3 separate regions of the Mus musculus genome follow, and all the other regions are linked to region 1. The links are chromatin contacts, called in public Hi-C maps. All regions are on one chromosome and are shown on one strand. Each heading gives the region's core, a stretch centred on a gene start, on an enhancer-like site or on the middle of the called end of the contact. The rest is flanking DNA. Distances are from core to core; before and after follow the strand shown. Region 1 has its middle 11 kb from the start of Gm31505. Region 2 has its middle 270 kb from the start of Etaa1. Region 3 has its middle 54 kb from the start of Gm12022.

Region 1 (3,879 bases), core at 348-2,847:
ATGTAAATTTGTTTTTAGCCATTCTTTATTTTGAGAAAAATATATATAATTAAAATTTCTATTTTTTTTTTCAGCCAACTTTATCAAGAGTTCATCTGGTCTGCTTAACTTGATTTGTTTTCAGGAAACACTGCCCGATTCAGTCCAAGTGTGCATGAATTAGTGAACACTTTCTTGGATTTTAGATTGCTAAAGTGCATTTCTCATTTGCTCTAGTCAAATTTATTATTGCTCTTCAGTAGCAGAGCATCCTTTGTTTCCCAACTCTATTCCTTTCAGTGAAACCTATTTCCTTTGTGGAATTGAGAAAACAAAAGGTGAGCATTCTCAAGGAAATACTGGATAGGACAGTCTAACAAAGTGCACTGTACCATATTGGCAGTGAAAAGCCTTGCTTATTTAGTAGTCGGCTAGTTTGGTGGTTAAATAATGCTCTTATTTTGGCATTTATTGTATATTTGTTCTAAATAAACATAATTTATGAATATTTTAACACATGCGTACTCAGTGGGGTGGGTTCTCACACTGATATAAATAGAATTAATGAGCAGTCAGCTGCCACATACCATGACATATGACCCGGCAGCAAGAGCTCAGAAGTGGTTCTCATGGCTTCAGAAAACTTTGCCCTTAGTTTAACTTCTTGAAACTACGTCTTATTCTCCCCTCATCGTGACAGAATCCAGGTTTTGCTAGAAGAGTCTAGTCAGATGTTGAGACAACCATTTGTCTTGCCTTCTTTAAAGCAAAACAAAAACACATGGAGGGCTTAGCTCCACTCAGCTCAACTTTGGGACTAGAGTCACAGAAAGATGAATATTTTATATATTTCTACATGAATTGTCTCTTATTCCCATTTTTGTGACAATTAACATGATTATGCCAGTTGCTACAGATCTTTACAAAGAAAAAAGAAAACTTCCAAGTGTTTCTACATTTTAAAACAGATCTGACAGCCCCTTGAGTGGGGAAAACAGGAAAACAGAGAACACATCATTTTAGCCAGTTACCTACTCTCCTTGAAAACAAAGCAACAAGCTGTTCAGCAAGCCTAAGAAGATTTTATTTTTTAAGGAATAAGCCCAGCAGTAGAAAGCCACCCCATCAAGGAGTAGGCGTGGAAATTAACACTGGGATGCAGAATCTTCAAATTAACAGGATTTAATTTGACAAAGAATTATTGTTGTGAAGATGCAAAGTAGAATTTAAGAGTCACCTTTCTTCGATTTTTTACGGCTTTATTATAGGCAAAGCAGAAAAATAAGGCGAGCATGTGCACCGTGATGCCCAGATGATCTGGCAGGACCGCAGTCTTGGCAAGAGACTCGGGCTGTGCTGTTTATGCACACAGATGGAGGGCGCAGCCTTTATTCCTCTTCTCATTCCAAAGGGGATGTTTGAGGCCCCTCTACTCCCACCCCCACATTTGCAAACACACACTCTCTCTAAACGAAAGCTGTGTCCTAAAAGGGCAAGTCCGGTATGCTTTAAGGAAGTGAGAAAAAAACAGGACACCATTCATTCTCCTGACCACCTCTTAGAGGAGGACTTCTCACTGACTGAGGAGGCTGGGGCCGGATGAGTTTCCCCAGAGTTGCTCCCCTGGGGAATCCCCTTTCCACTGCAAAGTAAATGGGCACCACCTAGTGCTCTTTCCAGGCAAAGGCTGTGAGTCTTGGTCTGGATACAAGTGGGCGCTTGGGATCGCTGGCCTTTACAAAGGTAAAATAAAAGGAGGCAGCTGTCTTCAAACCTTTTACCTTCTAAGGATGGGTCGAGAGGGAGGGGCAGTAAGGAGGAGGAGGAGAGAAGGAGACGTAAGGGGGAGGGGGAAGAATAAGAGTCTTAATGAAAGCAATGCTTCCAAATAAGGAATTTTCTTAGGGCTGGTCTTTGTTAATAGTTTCCTCTTATCTTTTTTTTTTTCAGTTCCCCCCCCCCCGCCCACCCTTGTTTATTTAAAGACAGGGCTTCACTTCCTAGCTCTGGTTGACCTGGAATTTCTTAAATAGATGAGAACTCTCAGAGATCCCCCTGCTTCTGCCTCTACCTTAGCGTGCTAGGATTAAAGGTATGCACCACCAAGCCTAGCTTCCCTGATCTTCTGCTTTTAAAATCATCCCAAATCTGAGAAATAAAGTCTTTATTTCCCCATATGCTAATTTCCCCCTCACCTTGCTCTGTTTCTCTTATGGTTAAGCAGAGAACATTTCTAAAACTCATTCACTATAAAACAAAGGAGGTTCTAGTAGCAATGTGCCCTTGGCAGCCAAAATCCATTCTAACAAGGAGTCTCTCTGGAGTTTTCCTAACACAACAAATCGCACTTATGAAAAATGATGCGTAGCACAGACTCTTTCGAAGCACAATAAGATCAAGTTAACCACTCATGCCTCTAGGAAAAAGATCTAAGAGGCTTTATCCGATTGGCAAAATGGACCTGGATATCAGCTCAAGGATTGAGGACACTTTGATAAAATTTCAAAGCAATGAAGTCCGATTATCTGAATGATTGCTTAACCCCTTTAAAATATAACTTGGGGAAGAACAAGATTTTTTTTTTTGAACTCATGGTCTGTCAGAGAATAGAAAGAGCTACTTTATACTGTTTGCTTTTTCTATAGCGTTTTGCTTAGAAATATTCTTAGCACTACTGCTTTTACAGAGTAATGATAATCATTTCTTTGTTGCTAAAAGTAGGTAATTCTTCAATAAAATAGAAATCTTACTGTACAGCAATGTGGGAAGAAATCCTGGGGAAAATACCACAGAGAATCAAAGAGACCGATGCCTACTGCTGCTCTGGAGCCAGTGACTGGGGCATTAAAAAAAAAAAAATCAGACAGAAAACAGGTTGTACAGAGGTGAATTAACATGACTAAAGCTTCTCTTGATGAAAAACCAAGAATCTATGCAGAGAAACCTGGAAGAGGGTAAAGAAAATGCAGTCCAAGTTTCCAAACACTTTCTACTGACTAGATAGAACAAAATTACTTTGACAGGTTTTCATACCTTCACTTTAACGTAAAAATTTTACAAGTCCAAAATGTTCCTATCTTTAGCCATTTTGCCGTAATTTAGGATATTAGACAAATGATTTACTTGACATGTTTTTGAAATTACAGAAGAAGAAAATTCGAGAAAAGGAGGGGAAAAGTCCTCCATCGAATTCTTCGTGTCACATTTGCAACTAGGAACAAATCAGCAAACAAGCTGACCTCTGTGCTTTCAGGGTAAGAGGTGAAGTGATGGCTTAATGGTAAAGAACACTTGCTGACCTGCAGAGGACCTGGGTTCGATCCCCAGCACCCACATGGTAGCTCACAACCATCCAATAGCTCTAGTTCCAAGAAATGCAGGGTCCTCTTCTGGCCTCCATGGGTACCAGCAATGCTAGTGATACACAGACACATGCAGGCAAAATAGCCAAAGACATAAAAAGAACAAATAAAGACTAAATGACGGACCTTGTCCTAAATTTAAGTTATCTGAATTAGTCAGCTGAAGCTAATGAGTACTCCTAAGTCAATGTGTTTCAAATATGTAATACGCAAGTATCGTAAATTGTAAACTCAATATTGTAAATTAAATATTGTAATATTCTATCTTAGAGTGATAGAAAGAGGTAAACTTAGGCACCTAGAAATGAAGGCAGCGACTCCAACTCCCCCAACCCAATGTGTCCATCATCCATCCCATCTTGTAGTTAAAGAAAAAACGAAAACATTTTCTTCCCTACCTCTTGGCCCTGACCTTTGCCCTCTGGCTGCCTTTCTGTAGGTGCCTGAGTTCAGGGAAGCCCTGTGGTAATGGCAGCCTGAAATGCTAATGTACTTCCCAGCTTTCTCTTTGTTTTTTTGGTTTTTTTTTTGGTTTTTT
Region 2 (3,926 bases), core at 251-2,750, 330 kb after region 1:
GTCAATTCAGAGAAGAATTAGAAAAGTGCAGTTTCTGTTTTGGAATCTCTCTCTCTCTCTTCTTTTTTCTTTTTCTTTCTTACTTTCTTTCTTTCTTGTTGTCTTTCTTTTAACAAAAACATTATATAAGTACATCCTTCTTATCTGCCAGGTTGGTTATCAGAAAAACACTTGTTGTACATTTTAATTGGGGCCTTCTGAACACATGATGCTGTGACTCGAAGTGGCTATATCAATAATGGGAGTGATTCAGAGTTCCCAGGCAGCCAGAGGACTATTTCAGGCTCTTAATCCTCCTGCCAAATAGGGTATAGGCCAAAATAGTTCTTTTGCATTTATTTCAGGGTTTTAATCTCATATGCAACTGAACCCCATTAAATGCCGTTTCCCAGGCTCAGTCCTTGCTTTCCAGGCAGTTTAGCATACATGTGCCTGACTTACCACTTCCTGTCTGGGAAGGGTATTGACTGCCCGGAACCACAAATAGCACCTCCTTTCCAAGATTCTTGCTCCAACCCAAGAGCTGTCAATCTGTTTCTGGTCTCAGCCTCAGGGGCTGCCTAGCAGGATAGGCAGGGTAGTTGGGGCAAAACTCAGCAGCTTTTTGCTCTACTGCCAAGCACAAAAGTGGGCTTTCCATGGCTGCTCCTCAGTCTCATTTCTAATCACTCACCATGGAAGGTAATGGAAAAGTGCCTGAATTACAAAGATTCTCATTTATTACCCTGGCTGCTCCCCCACAAAGCATCTCTTCTCCCCTTTGGCAAGAAGAGATCACTATTGACGCTTTTAGAAGGCCCTGGGCCCCTCTCAATTATTGGTGTAATCTCTCCCTATTCTGGAAGCAGAGTTCTTTTCTAAGTAGATTTTTTAGAAAGTTAAAAGCTAGTCTTTGCTTTATTCATTGAAATGACTTCATGGGCTAATGTATTCTCCTGTCAGTATTTTTCATCAGTTCAGCAACATCTGCAGGATATGAAAAAAAGCAGAAAGCAGATGTTTGCAAAAGGTAGTTTCACCAAGCCTCCTTACCATAATTATTGCAGCACCACATCCCCATTTTATGGCACCTCTCTTATATTCATATGCTGTTAACTTGTCCTGTAGAAATTAAAACTGGTGTATTTCAGTTCCTTCTAAACAGATTTGCCACCTTAAAAAAAATAATTGACAGATATCTTCCATTAAATCCAAATTTCCTTTATCAAATCTTCGAGGGGAAAATAGATTAAGAAGATGTAGATATTTATCTCAACCTTCACTCATTTACACTCATTTAGTTAATTAGCACTTAATTACACTGTCAAAGGGGAAAATGTTACAATGGTCAGGACAGAGTGGTCCCCACCCCTAGGGCCCATGCTTCTTTTAAAAGGCAGACCTTTGCTTAGTGCCAGCTTGCTCCTATGTGAAACATTTGTAATGATTACTTGACAAGGGGTGCAGATCTGAGATTGTGCAAGAGAGAGCCATCACTCACTAAAGCCCAGCTGTAACTCCCAAACTGGAGCAACAGTGCCCCCCAAAGCAAGTTGCCAGAAGCAGCCAGAGAACAAACCCTGAGCTGCCCAAATGACTATTTTTTTTATAAGCCAAGGAACTATTTTAAGAACTGCTGGCCGAACCCGCAGGCTCTATCACAACCAGATGAGCATTCCAACCAAGCTGGGGAGCGGTGGCTGGAAACAGAGACTGTTTCCACCTATTTTAACCCAGACGCCACAAATTCTCTAAGGAGGAATGGAGGCGGGAGTGGAGATAGAGCAACAGAGACATAGTAGAAAAGTGGACAACTTTAGAAGTTTGTCAGACTTGAAGCAACAAAATATAATCAGCTTAACGAATAAATCGTATTAACTGAAATGCAATTGAAACTCTGCTTGTCATCGGGGTTTCTCCATCTTTTAACAAATGGCAATGGTTTTTGGTCTCACAGGTTCCTTGCCAAGTAGAAGACCTCATTAAAACTGTTGGAAAATAATAGAATTCTAATTAGCTTAATTATGATGTGAAAAATTAGCAACCTAATTCACAAAAACAATATGCAATTAACCTGTTTTTCATAAGTCAAACCATTTTCCAAAACAGGAAATGAAGGATAACACCCATAATTTCATCATGAGGGCAAAAATCCTAGACACCCTGATGCAGTGGTACAGCGAGTATGTAACGAAACCAAAAGTCTCCACTCCCTCATCCTCTGCAACTCCTTCTGTGTATTGCCTACAGAGCCTTTTGGCTCCAAGAATGGAAACTGCATTAAACTGAAGGCTCACTCAAATTTTCTCTTTCAAGTTCTAAGTCCTATTTTCCATTTTCCTTTGGGTCCTGGAATAGGGTCAACCTATAAATGATGAAATATTGCATTTTTAAAAGACAATCAACTTATGATGTCATGTCAACATATTGGAGTCCTTGAACTGCTATCAGAATATTACAGAGGGAAAATAATGTGAGGTTGGAATTAAGAAATGGAAGTCAGGAAGCCTGAAATCTAAAGTTTTTACATCAAACCATGTAATCAATAACCTAATGGTGAACTCTATGAAAAGACAATATATCAAGTTTCTGAGATGTAGAAATATGAGCTGGAGAGATGGCTCAGCGGTTAGGAGCATTGACTGGTCTTTCAGAGGTTCTGAGTTCAATTCTCAGCAACCACATGGTGGCTCACAACCACCTGTAATGGGATCTGATGCCCTATTCTGGTTTGTCTGAAGACAGCTACAGTGTACGTGCATAAGCAATAGATATCTAGATAGATAGATAGATAGATGATAGATAGATAGATAGATAGATAGATAGATAGATAGATAGATCTTTTATAAAAATATGTAGGAATGTATTAAAAATATATTAAAAGCCATTTCTACTCCCACAAAATCTCTACAGTGAAAACCATACCTACCCATATATACCTAACAGAATGGCTGGAGTTAAAAACAATGGTTGTAGTGAAGTGTTTGTAAGAAGGGAAGAAATTATAACGCTTTTGTATTTTTAGGAAGAGTATATGTCAATATCATCACTTAAAAATTGTTGTGTGACATCTGTTAAATAATACTAACAAAAGAACTCCTGGTTATAAGCTCAAACTGAGTACTCATGTCTAACAAAGGCATACACAGGAATGTTTATAATACCTTTATTCATACTAGATTTATTGGACACAGTCCAAAATCTATCAAGAGTAAGACAAACTATGAAATAGTCACATTTCTTCTTAACACAAATAAATGCATGCTGTGATCACTTGTACTTTAGTTCAAAAGTAAACAAAACTAATCCACAGAGAAAGAAGGTATCATGATAGTTGTGGAAGGTTTTAGCTCAGGCAGTAGGAAAACCTCACAGGAAGCTGCATTTGAACTGAGGTTGGCTGATGACAATGACAAAACGTCTGGGAGAAAAGTTCCATGTAGAGAATATCAGACAAGTGTCAAGGACAAATCACACCTGATAGGAGAGAAGGACTTCTCAGATGTGCTGGCATTATATTGAACCCAGGTGACGTGTGTGTGTGTGTGTATGTGTATGTGTGTGTAACTTGCATACATATATGCATATGTATATATATATATATAATAGTGATAAATATCTATGAGAATACACTATGTCAAGTACTTAAAGTGTAGGAATGCTGTACAAATAGTATATTTTAAAAATCTTCCCCACTTAAAAAAATCCACAGTGAAAACCATACCCATGCACACCTAGCAGCAAGGCTGGAATTAAATGAATATTAATAGCAAGTATTTGTAAAGAGGAAAAGAAATCAGAAACCTTTTGAATTTTAGGAAGAAAATATATATGTTCATATAACTTAACGATTAAGATTTGGGTACTATATGTATCCAAAAAAATAAAAGCAAGAGCAAATGTATGTCTACCTCAAAGTTTATCTTTCATTTTTTGCCCCATTCCCT
Region 3 (4,377 bases), core at 1,263-3,762, 430 kb before region 1:
CTGGATTGGATGTCAGATCACTTCAGGATGGAACATTTTGCAGAAGTGTTCTAAGTCCCAGGATCAGGGACTAGGATGGTATCACTGACACTATCTGGGTAAAACAAGCATGATAAAGTTCAAGGCTCATCCCTAAGAAAGCAGCTAAGAAGATTTCCTCTCTTAGTTATCAGAGAATCCAAAATAAGTGATGGTCTTAAGTTAACAAGCTAATATTTCATCCATGGATAGCAGACTGTTAAAGGCTAAATATTCCAGTGAATGGAAGAGGCACATACGCCGCTATTTGCCCGACACAACTTTGCTGTCATGGCCTATTAGAACCAGTTTACATGAGCATGTCGAATTTGATGAATATGTATGTGACCCTTTTCAGAGTCATCACTCATTGGGCTATGGCCCCCATGGCAGGAAAAACAGCACCTCTCATTAAACACAGCATGAGTTACAGGCATGTTATGTTAATATTTCTTCAGAACTTTAGGGGGTTTTCATCTTGTTATAATAAATCGTATGAGGAGAATAATTTAAAAGTATAATTGATTTAACAACACCCCATTTCCTGTATTTTCCCCTTAACTATTTTAGGTAGTCTGTGGGTTCTAGAAAGTGTTTTTCTCAGGAAGTTGTAGGACATGCTTATGAAGTGAGCTGTATATCATTCATTTGGGGCCCCTGAGGTGGGCCCCCTCCTCATTGGGAAGTTTAGAAAGTCTAAACAGAAGATCTGCATGCATGGAATATTATAAGCCATGAAAGTCAAGGCTCCCTTAAACCTCTGGAACACAAATCATTTACTAACTCACAGTTCTTCCCAGTTAGTGGAGTGCCTTGTAGATATTAAACTAATGATCACAGCTATGATAATTATTACTATTGCTACTGAAGTCATAAAATTAATGTGATTTTTGTGCCAAGGGCCTTTCTGTAGATTCATTTTAAATGTCATAGAAGGTGTAGAAACAATAATTCCAAATATTATGAAAAAATGCTGAAAAGGCCTAAGAGAGTCCTTTACTCATATTCACAAGGTCCCCTGAGTCCTCCGATCTAACTCCTGTTAAGATTTCAAATATTTGTTTTTATCCACCCTCAGACTGCTTTATGTGAACTTCCTTGCTGTCTGATCAAGCTTGTATTTATTTGGAAAATCTGAAAGGTCTAACTCAGTGTCTGCCATATAAATTATAATACAACCTCAAAATTGAACCCAATGTTAATGACACTTTTAACCCAAAACACTGAGAAGTGTTTTCTCCGAGTCTACTGATGTACTGGTGCCTCATCGATTTGGCCATCATTGGGAGATAGGACATTTAGAAGAGAAGCTTTGGCTGAGGCAGTCAATGCCACTTATGAAGAGGTTTGTGTTCCTGTCAGGACTTTCTGCAGAGCCACCACAGTACAAAGCATGGAATTAGGAAGTCTGTGTTCTAATCCTGAGCCTTCCTCTGGATGTGGGGCCATAAAAAACATTCATTTTAGCTTTTACTTTTCTCACTTACAATTTATTCCAAGCTCCTGAAGGTCTGCATCTGTCTCCTCAAACAATGTCACTTTACTTTCAATCAATTGGTCTGGCTCCCTGCTGCTGTCCTTTCTACTGTTTCTGAGGGCTGGCAAAGACCATTGTTTCCTTGAACCTCATCATGAGTCTATTCTGCCTGTGAGCAGACTTGGCATGATGGTGAAGTTCTTAGTTACAGACTTGAGACCTTTGAACATTTGTTTCCCTTTTTCAAAATCTGCATCTGTAACACTGGGATTGGGAGCTGGGTTGCACAGTGTGGTCCCAGAAATAAATACCCTTCTCTACACAGGGTTGAGGATTCCTTTTTAAATTTCTCATCGTGGTCAGAGTTCTTCAGATTGAGTTCCGCAGAATCTAAAACCCCCATTCAAGAGAGCAAAGTGCATTTGCTCAAGCAATAATAACTATCTTCCTCCTCTTCAAGTGGTCTCATTGTTTGTGTTCTAATTGGTTAAATTTGCTTCTTGTTTTTGATTATTTCAATCAACTCTATTATAAGTACTGCTATTATAGGCACTTCAATCCAAGGAGCTGAGATGCAAAGGAGATCAGAATTTTCCACAGGTACACTGTGCTAGAACAGAACTGGATTTGAACTCTGGCACTGTGGCTCAAAAATTGAGACTTTCAATCACTGTGCCATAGTATGTATTAAACTTATTATCTCCTGAGTGATAACAGCTTTAGGAGTATATGAAGCAATAGTCTATAATAGAAAACTATAAACTAACACAGAAACAGACCACAAAATACCCAGATTCCATCCCAGAAACTGTCTTCCCATTTCAGCACGTTGGTGAATGCCAGTCTTTAGTGGCACTGGGAATTTGGGTGAAGCTATCTGTGAACGAGGCCAGTCTCACTGGGGCCAAGTTCTGAAGCTCAAGGTATGACCAAAAAGCTGTCATTGGGAGTGCTTAAGTGGAACACTCTCTCCCAGAATCTACGCCATCACTCTTCCCTCACTTGAGAGGCCCCCAGCTGGCTGAGTTGCAGCCTCAATAGCCAAGGCAATCTCCAGCCCTTGCTGTAAATCTAGTACTGGAGCTGCCAACAGACGGTGTTGGAAAAAGTCTGCTCTCTTTCCTGCCAACCAAATGGCCCCATAGCATAAGCTTCCAAGTTTTCTCAGTCTCATAAAATTTGGCAGAATGAGACAGTAAGGCCATGAAATTTGCATTTATCTTGTGCACCTGACACTTCCCATCATGATGATCGAGTGCTTTTCTCATGCCGTAGCACTCTTGGCCAAGGGAGGACAGGAAAGCAGGGTAGAGGTTGGTTGGGGGGCAGGCTAATCAAAGCCAGGAAGAAGAGTAAATCTGTAGCCATGAAGGATGGAAAACAAGGTATGGGAGGAATGGAAGGCTAGGGGCTGAGGAAACACTGACACTTAAGATAAAAGAGCTTGTCGAAGCCCCTTGGCCACTGGAGCTATCAGTCTGATCCCTCTCAGAGGCTCTGTGTTGACCTCTAGAGAGTCACATACAGTATCTTCTCAGCTGCTTGAAGAAAGCCTATTTTCTTTCTTATAGCCTGTCATTGTATATACATTCAGGGTGAGGGTAAAAAAAATTGACTACAAAGTCTACAAGTTGTTGCAATTAAACAATTCTTGTATGTTGTGTTATGATTTCAACTGATGGAGAAAATGAGAATGAAAATTTTTTTTCAGTAATTTACCATATCTGTTTCTTGGTTCATCTTGCTTCATGTTTTTATATGAAGTAAAAAATCAAATCCAAAAAGGGAGCAAGAGGTCCTTTAAGCCTAGCATCTTAAAGGGTTTGGCTCTAGAGTAGAGCACCAGGCTTCTCCTCTAGGTTAACTGTTTGCAGCTGGTAAAAGCTCTGAGTATTTGTTTTAAGTCTCTGTTTCCACTCTGATAAAATAGTTTTATTTGAAGTCTTTACAGATTTATATTGAAATTCAACAAGATAATAAATGCTACATGGGAAATAAGCATTACACTGATATGAGATAGTAACCTAATTCCTTGACTTTGGAGAAATGAAGGCAATTATAACTGACCTACAGCTATGCCATGAAAATAAGAATTTAATACATCTATATTTACTAATTTTCATACAATTTTCTAAGACATGTTCTAACAGGCTTTTGTTTGAAATTATACTAATTCATGAGCACTTTAAGACCTGGGCTAGTAACCACAATCTCTTCTCAGCCTGGGCTAATAGCTATAATTTCTCATTGGGAAAGCCTGGGATAATAGCATGATCTCTTCCCAATTTTCCCAGAATGACATGTTCCTAATTGTTATTTCTTAGTTGTAGAATAAAATATATATTCATTATCATATTAATTTATGCTCTATATTTTATTTACTAAATTACTTTGTATTCTAATGTATGTTGTTTAATTTAACATTACTATATAAATTTAATAAACATATGAAAATACATGTAAGAAATATCTATACACATATATGCTTACATACATGTAAAACCTATATTTCTTGTATAAACTGCCTTTGAGTTCATGTTTCTTTGTTTGGTGCAAATAGGCTTGTCCTGTGTCCCCTCAACATTTTGACTGTAGAATAAGGACTACTGTGCAAAATGTGGAGGCCTGAAACCTGAGGATTGTCCTTAGTCATATATTTCAATACCAATTATGTTTTATTGGCACATCATTTCATGGTATAAACTAGATACTTCCTGACTCTTGAGGAAATGGCTGGCTTATGTTATTCATCTCTACAGTCTTCATGACAGATTTTTTTATCTATTCTCCTGTGAGTGATGTCAACTTCACTTTATATACTTGAAAATAAATGTAGACTTTCATAAACAACCAGGAAACAAAAGGCAACTAGGTCCTTAACA

What was found. A called contact is a pair of places that touch in the nucleus more often than the background predicts.
Region 2: a contact with region 1 is called in a Hi-C map of the N1E-115 cell line, with 3 times the contacts expected there. The contact joins two enhancer-like sites. A contact is called at or near these places in 10 of 484 Hi-C or Micro-C datasets (the CH12 cell line, the N1E-115 cell line, adipose-derived mesenchymal stem cells and 5 more).
Region 3: a Hi-C map of cerebellum shows a contact between it and region 1, with 1.8 times the contacts expected there. The contact joins two enhancer-like sites. A contact is called at or near these places in 6 of 484 Hi-C or Micro-C datasets (cerebellar granule neurons, cerebellum, embryonic fibroblasts and 1 more).

The regions. Positions count from the first base shown.
Region 1 is chr11:18,009,004-18,012,882 of GRCm38.p6, reverse strand. No RefSeq gene overlaps it. Among named protein-coding and RNA genes, the nearest start is that of Gm31505, 11 kb to the right of the region's middle. Within about 2 kb of position 1,597, at least 35 of the 459 cell types and tissues checked have an H3K27ac peak or open chromatin away from gene starts, as enhancers often do. A contact at or near this core is called in the CH12 cell line, the N1E-115 cell line, cerebellum and 1 more, where this site is marked.
Region 2 is chr11:17,683,510-17,687,435 of GRCm38.p6, reverse strand. No RefSeq gene overlaps it. Among named protein-coding and RNA genes, the nearest start is that of Etaa1, 270 kb to the left of the region's middle. Within about 2 kb of position 1,500, at least 55 of the 459 cell types and tissues checked have an H3K27ac peak or open chromatin away from gene starts, as enhancers often do. A contact at or near this core is called in the CH12 cell line, the N1E-115 cell line and uterus, where this site is marked.
Region 3 is chr11:18,436,611-18,440,987 of GRCm38.p6, reverse strand. No RefSeq gene overlaps it. Among named protein-coding and RNA genes, the nearest start is that of Gm12022, 54 kb to the left of the region's middle. Within about 2 kb of position 2,512, at least 13 of the 459 cell types and tissues checked have an H3K27ac peak or open chromatin away from gene starts, as enhancers often do. A contact at or near this core is called in cerebellum, where this site is marked.